Regions from separate parts of the Anser cygnoides genome. Here region 2 is linked to region 1. The links are chromatin contacts, called in public Hi-C maps. All regions are on one chromosome and are shown on one strand. Each heading gives the region's core, a stretch centred on a gene start, on an enhancer-like site or on the middle of the called end of the contact. The rest is flanking DNA. Distances are from core to core; before and after follow the strand shown.

Evidence for each region. A called contact is a pair of places that touch in the nucleus more often than the background predicts.
Region 2: a Hi-C map of liver shows a contact between it and region 1, with 3 times the contacts expected there. The contact joins the promoter of PIM3 here to the enhancer-like site in region 1. A contact is called at or near these places in 3 of 7 Hi-C or Micro-C datasets (granulosa cells and liver).

What each region holds. Positions count from the first base shown.
Region 1 is chr1:20,482,135-20,485,374 of Taihu_goose_T2T_genome, forward strand. No RefSeq gene overlaps it. Among named protein-coding and RNA genes, the nearest start is that of PIM3, 130 kb to the right of the region's middle. Within about 2 kb of position 1,682, at least 2 of the 3 cell types and tissues checked have open chromatin away from gene starts, as enhancers often do. A contact at or near this core is called in liver, where this site is marked.
Region 2 is chr1:20,609,514-20,612,753 of Taihu_goose_T2T_genome, forward strand. PIM3 (Pim-3 proto-oncogene, serine/threonine kinase) reads right to left here and starts at 1,572. Exons shown (of 6, transcript XM_048047960.2): 1 at 1,264-1,572; 2 at 839-948; 3 at 667-717; 4 at 16-379. The coding sequence starts at 1,348.

The DNA.
Region 1 (3,240 bases), core at 432-2,931:
CAGATCATAGTCCTGTTTGTCTGATATTTGTCTTCCTACAACATGACTGATGATTCAAGTCCGGATGGTAACTCAGCACAATTCCTACCACCTCACTTAAAGAGCTTATCTAGCCCTTCTTGCCTTGCCTATATTGTTCTCTCTAAATAGTAGAAAGTTCAACTTCTCTTTACAAGTATTCCATTTTTAAAATTATTTTTTCTTCTCCAGGTTATTTATTCAAATAACACAATCATTTTGAGTCTTTGTCCTATCCACAAATATGCTTTCAGGCCATTTCAATTAGATTTTGTCTGAAGAAATAATGTGCTTACTCCTTTTTCTATCGTTCAAGATTTTTAAATGAAAATATCAAGTATTAGGCTCAAAGCACACATCCAATAAGCTTCACTTAATATATCCTCATATTTCATTGTGAACATGAAGATGAGAGAACTATCTGAGATAATTTATAAATTGAGCCAATTTGCTTCTCTCCACCCTGAGACAAGATGACAACCAGTGAATCAAACTGTGATTCAGGTGCTTTTTGTTTTTCCATGTGCTTCTGAGACAGTGAGATCAGGTGCTGCACTAGATATGTAATGGAGTCCAGTGAAACTCTTTTCATGGAGAGAGCAAATCTTATGTATTGGAATATTAAATAGAGCTTATGATATGGTGACAAGGAAGATGAAAAAATCAACAGTAGAAAAATTAAATGAAAGAACATGAAGGGTATTACAAGGGCATGTTTAAAGGTAAGTTTTCTAAATCAAATTTGGTACAACTTTGCAGAGAAAGTGACTGGATTAAAAAGATGAATACATAACCACTGAATGTTGCACAGAGGTCAGAGACATCGGGGATTTCAGAGGGACCAGAACGTGGGCTATGAAGGGCTTTGTGGCATTCTCTTCCACAAGGCAAAATAAAAGGAATGCTAAGAAAGAAGGATTCACTTAGTTTTAACTTAAGGACAAAAAAGTTTAACAGTGATGACGTCTGAGCTGTTAAACCTTACAGAAAACTGCACAGAAGGAAGTCATAGTTTGATAAGGAGATGAGAGAGCTGTCTTCATAGACAGTTCAAGGAGCAATTAGCCAGAGAAATGGTTTACGTGGATAAAATGATCTATTTTGTGAATTAAAAAAAAAAAAAAGGCAAAGGAGAAGTGATAAGCAGTTATTTAATCCTCCTGAAACTAGATCCAGATCACAGAAATCAATGGAAAGATTACAATTACTTCATGTGATTTGGAGTAAATTCTTTAGAATATGCCATTGAAACATTACTGGATAAATTAATCTCTGGAGTAATTTTATTAAAGTAAATTGAGTTATTGCTTAGCAAATTTATCTTAATGGGTTGTTATGTCAAGTATACGTTCATTCATTCACTTCCTTGTTCTTCCTCTCATTCATTTGAATGGGATCTCAGTGTGCTGTAAACAGTGTGCTTACAGGAAAAAGAGGGGAAATGTGTACTGTGAAGAAGAACATTAGCTAACAAGAAATATGGTTTCAAAAAGTGTTCCTTCCAGTACATATTTTTAAATAATTTTCATAATTATGAAACTTGCAAGAAAAAAAATCAGAGGGACACTCTTCATATTCCATTAGATTTTTGGTTCCTATCTGATGAAAACAGCACTGAGCTGGAACAAACAGTGCGTCAGGGATGATTATGTAACACGAGATGAAGAAATATTTCTCAATCCAGTGCCAGGAAAGCTACAGGCAATTCTGGAAGTCACATGCTTTCTGGTGGGATTTTTTTTTTTTCGCATCTCATTTTTGCATCTCGTACAAAAGAGTAGCCCTATTTCGGAAGTCAAGTTGCAGGAGGAAACAGCCAATAGAGAGGATCTTTTCTGTGTTTGTGAATTCCGGTTGAACCACAATGAGCACATTCTTCCTTCTCTTTTGTGGGCTTTGTTCTTATGGTAGTGAAAGTTAAACGGATCAATGGGGACATTGTTGAACTGACCTCTGGTGACCATATGAAAACAAATGGGGGCCATTAGATGGACACTGTTTTAACTTGCCATATCTGCATTAGATATCTATTTTCAGATGTGTCCTTACCCAGATTCTATACTGTTATGTTTTCCTCATAGTGTCATTAAAGACAAAATGCCAGAAAAATAGTGGAAGACTAAACACAGTTTCCTAAGAAAATAACAGATTAACAGCTGGAGGGGGGGTGGGGGTGGAGGGAAAGTAAAGAAAAGCAAAACCAAATCAAACAAAAACAACCCAGGGAATTTTGCACAAAAGTATAGAATGTGTATAAAAGGCACTGATAAAATGCTAATTAGACCTATAAAAAATAAATAAAATTCAAATCATTTGTCACAGATTGCTGCGAGCATTTTGCTAGATTCAGCTATCTCAAGCTGTCAATGATATGTCTGGATGGGGAAAGAAGAGTTTGAACAAATCCTAAACTTCAGTGCAAAATTAAGTTCATGGATAGTTTGGTTACATAAGGCTGGCAGAACTATCACACTAAGCAGTTCTGTCCAACCCTGTAGTGTAGAGCTAGCCCTTAGCTTCAGCTGAGACATTACAACAATACAGAGCAAAAATGTGAAAATTGCTTTCAAAATTAAATTGCTTTCAAAATGCAAATCAAATTAAAATGCAATTAAATTGAATTGCTTTCAAAAAAACAAAAATGTGAAAACTGCTTTCAAAAAATAAATTGCTTTCAAAACTAGGACCTTTTGATACTGGGTTATATTCACATTTTTTTTAATCTTCCAAACTAATTTCCAAATTTTGCTTAAGTGTCAGTAACTTCAGTCTGTGCAAGACTTAACTAAGTTGCCTCAAAATATTGTCCTATGCCATTTTGAGACTTCAGCAGTTAGACAGTCAGTGACAGCTGGATATGACGCAGGAAGTATGAGAGACAATCTTCTGCTGAGTGGCAGGTGGAGGTCAGATAGGATAGCCTTAGGCAAGAGGAACAACACTGCATGCTTGTGCTTTGGTAGATGAATCCCATGCAAAGGATAGAGTTCAGGCCACCAAGGAAAACACCTGTATCTAGGTATCTAGATAAACAAAACATTACATGAACAGCTAAGTTTGGTTAATCACTTTTAAAATTTCACTGGCAGTAGTAACCCAATCTCAATTCTTTACAAGGACAATTACATGTTTCATGAGTGGAAAACAGTTTTGATGTCTTGATTTGAAAGCCAAATCCTACCTCAAAGTCCACGTGCTGCTACTGTTTTTCATGCTAGATTA
Region 2 (3,240 bases), core at 322-2,821, 130 kb after region 1:
AAGGAGGGCACGTACCATCAAAGTCAGTATAGACCGTGTCCTTGAGGATGGCCCCTGAGCCGAAGTCGATTAGCTTCAGCTCGCCTGTCCTGAGGTCAACCAGCAGGTTCTCGTCCTTGATGTCCCGGTGCACCACGCCGCAGCCATAGCAGTGGCGCACCGCCTCCAGCACCTGCCGGAAGAACCCGCGGGCCGTGTCCTCGTCCAGGGCTCCCTTCTCCGTGATGAAGTCAAAGAGATCCTTCACCAGCTCGGGCCGCTCCATGATGATCAGGTAGCCGTCGGGACGCTCGTACCAGTCCAGCAGCTTGATGACCCCCCTGAAGCCAGAGCCCACCTTCTTCAGGAGAACGATCTCCAAGGGCACCATGACGCCGCCCTGGGCAGAGAAAGGGGAGGCGAGTGGGTCACTCGGGGGCGGCGGGCAGGGCAGGGCAGGGCAGGACGAGGCAAGGCAGGGCAGTGCCACCCACCGCCGCCCTGCGGGGTGGCTCCTCCGCTGCCGCAGTCCGAGGGGCGGGCGCGGCGCTGCGGCGGCGAACCCCCGCCAAATTCCCCCCGACGCAGACACCGCGCCGGCGGGCGGGGCGAGCCCCGCCGCCCACACAATAGCCCCGACGGAGCCCACCCCCCAAAAATAAAATTAGAAAAGAATTAAATACTTACAACCGTGCCCCACTCGGTCACCCGCTCCTTCACCACATGCTTCACGGCGACCTGCGGGGCGAGGAGAGGGGAAAGGAGGGGCGGTGAGCGGCGGGGCCGGGCAGGGCAGGGCAGGGCTCGCCCCGTGCCCGCAGCCCGCCGACAACCCGCGCCGAGCCGCCCCGAGCCTCACCGGCAAGCCGTCGGCGATCCTGCTGCCCGCGTAGACGGTGCCGAAGCCGCCGCTGCCCAGCACGGAGCCCACCTGGTACACTTTGTCGAACGGCTCCTTCTCCACTTTCACTGGGGAAACGGGAGGGAAAGCGCGGCGTTAGCGACCGGACTACGCCTCGCCGGGAATTAGGATTAAAAAAAAAAAAAAATCAAAAAAAAATATATATATTTATATATAATCCCCCCCCCCAGCACGTCCGCTGGACGCGTCGCCCTAATTCTGCACGAGACATTTTCTTTTTTCCTCCTCAAAAATCTTCTTCGGTTATATAAAAAAAAATATCGTAATAAAAAGGGTAAAGCCCCAAGTTTCAGGCGGCTGCGTGGCGCCAGCCACGGGGCTGGGGCCGCCCGCAGGGGGAAGCCCCCGGCGCCCCGCCGTACCTGGCTGCAGGATCTTCACCGGCAAGTGGTCCATGCTGGCGGGGCTGCAGATGTGGGCCAGCGAGCCAAACTTGGAGAGCAACATCTTCCGTGCGGGGGGAGCCCCCTGCCTCCTCCTCCTCCTTCGCTGCCGAGCCCAGACCCTCCGCGGGGCTTCCCTGGTGGCCCTGCGGCGGGCACCGACGGCCTCCCCGGCACGGATCCGCGCCAAATCCCCCTCCTCGTCCTCGTCCTCCGGCGGCGAAAGGGCCCCTATCCAGCCGGGGGCCGCGTCCGAAAGCCGGCCCTGCGGTGCGGTGCGGGGGGGGAGCGGGCTGGGCGCAGGAGCCGCGCCGCCGCCCTGCCTGCCCGCGCGCTTCTGAGCCGGCGGCGCCGCGGAGCCGCCTCTTAACTCCCAATATTTTGGTGCGGGCAGAGCGCGGACGGCGCCGAGCGGGTATCCCTCCGCGGGGGAGGCGGTGTGTGTGTGGGGGGGGGGGGGGGGGGGGGGGGGGGACACGCCTCTCCCCGCCGCCCCGGCCCGACCCCTCCTCCCCTCCGCGACGGGGCGCCCGCAGTGCGGCGGTGGGGGCTGCGGAGTCCCCGGCCCGCCCCGTCGCGCCAGCGGGCAGGGGGGGAGGGTGGGGGGCCGGGAACTACTTGTTTGTAGTAAGCGGCGCGCAGCGTTACCGCCCGGCTGCGGAACGCAGCGCGCACCCGCGGCGAGCAAGGGGGGGGCGAGGAGGAGGAGGAGGGGGGGGAGATTCTCCTATTTGCGTTAACGTTTCCGGGCGGCCAATCAGCGGGCGCCTTTTCAAAGAGCTCCCGGCGCAGGCCAATGAGGCGGGGCCTCATCTGCATGCGGCGGGGCGGGCGGCAGAGGGCGGGAGCGCCGCGGCCCCGCCCCGCGGCTGCAGGAAGGTCGCCGCGCGTCGGGCCGAGACGCGGCGTCTGGGGCCGGGCGGGGAGGGAAGGGGGGGGCCGGGGACACGCCGCCGCCATGGCCGGGGTGCGGCGCTTTCCCCCCCTCCCTCCGCCCCCCCCGCTCTTCCTCTCCCCTCCCCTCCCGCCCTGTTCTCCACAGAGCCGGCGCCTGGCGAGGCAGCGCGTTCTGCCCTGTCCCCGTGGGGGTCTCCCCTTCCCCTTCCCCTGCCCGTGAGCCCCGCGCTCCTCTCCGGTCACGCAGCCTCGCAGCCCCTGCGGAGCGCCCCCGAGGGCTTCCCTGCCTCCCCGCTCCGGCGGCGGCCGGCTGAGGGATCCTCCCGGCACGGCGCCCCCGCCCCGCAGGGGGCGCTGCCTCTACAGGAATGGGGGGAGCCGCGGCGGTGGAGGCGGTGAGGGGACGGAGCCCCCCCCCCCCCCCGACCGCTCCTCCTCGGAGCCCCCCCGTGCCGCCCCCGTCCTCCCCCGAGGCTTGTCGGGGCGCCGCCGAGCGGCCCCGGGGAGGCCGTTAACGGCCGCCCGCCGTCAGGCCTCCGGCGGCCGCCTGGGCTGAGGAGGCGGGCAGGGAGGGGAGAGGCTGCTAAGCGTCGGCCCGCCAGAGGTGGTGGGCCACTGGTTCAGGAAACAAGTAAACGTCTGCTGGGCTTGGCGTGTAATAGCATCTTAAGAATTGCTCCAGTAGCTGCTTGGGCCGCTCGCCAGAGGCGGCTAAGCGGAGGGATGGCACGCAGACGAGCGAGGCCGAAGTTTGGCCAAGGCGCAGCACAACATTTGCAGGCAGCAGACCCAAAGAGTGCCTCACAGCACCGCAGGCCCCCTCACAGCACCCGCGCCCCAGCTGTGTATCTGGAACGCTTCGTGTCCCCGTGTTGGAAAAAGTGAAGTCGGAGAAGCTGATACTGCACGGGGATCCCTAAAGTGAGGGTATTTTTGGACAATCACTTCAAGAGCTGGCAGTCCTTCTGCTCTGGGCGCTGGGAGAGCCGTGTTGCAGTTGGCATTCTCTGATAATAGTAGTGCTACAATCTCAGACAGTCATGCCTATAAACAAAGCAA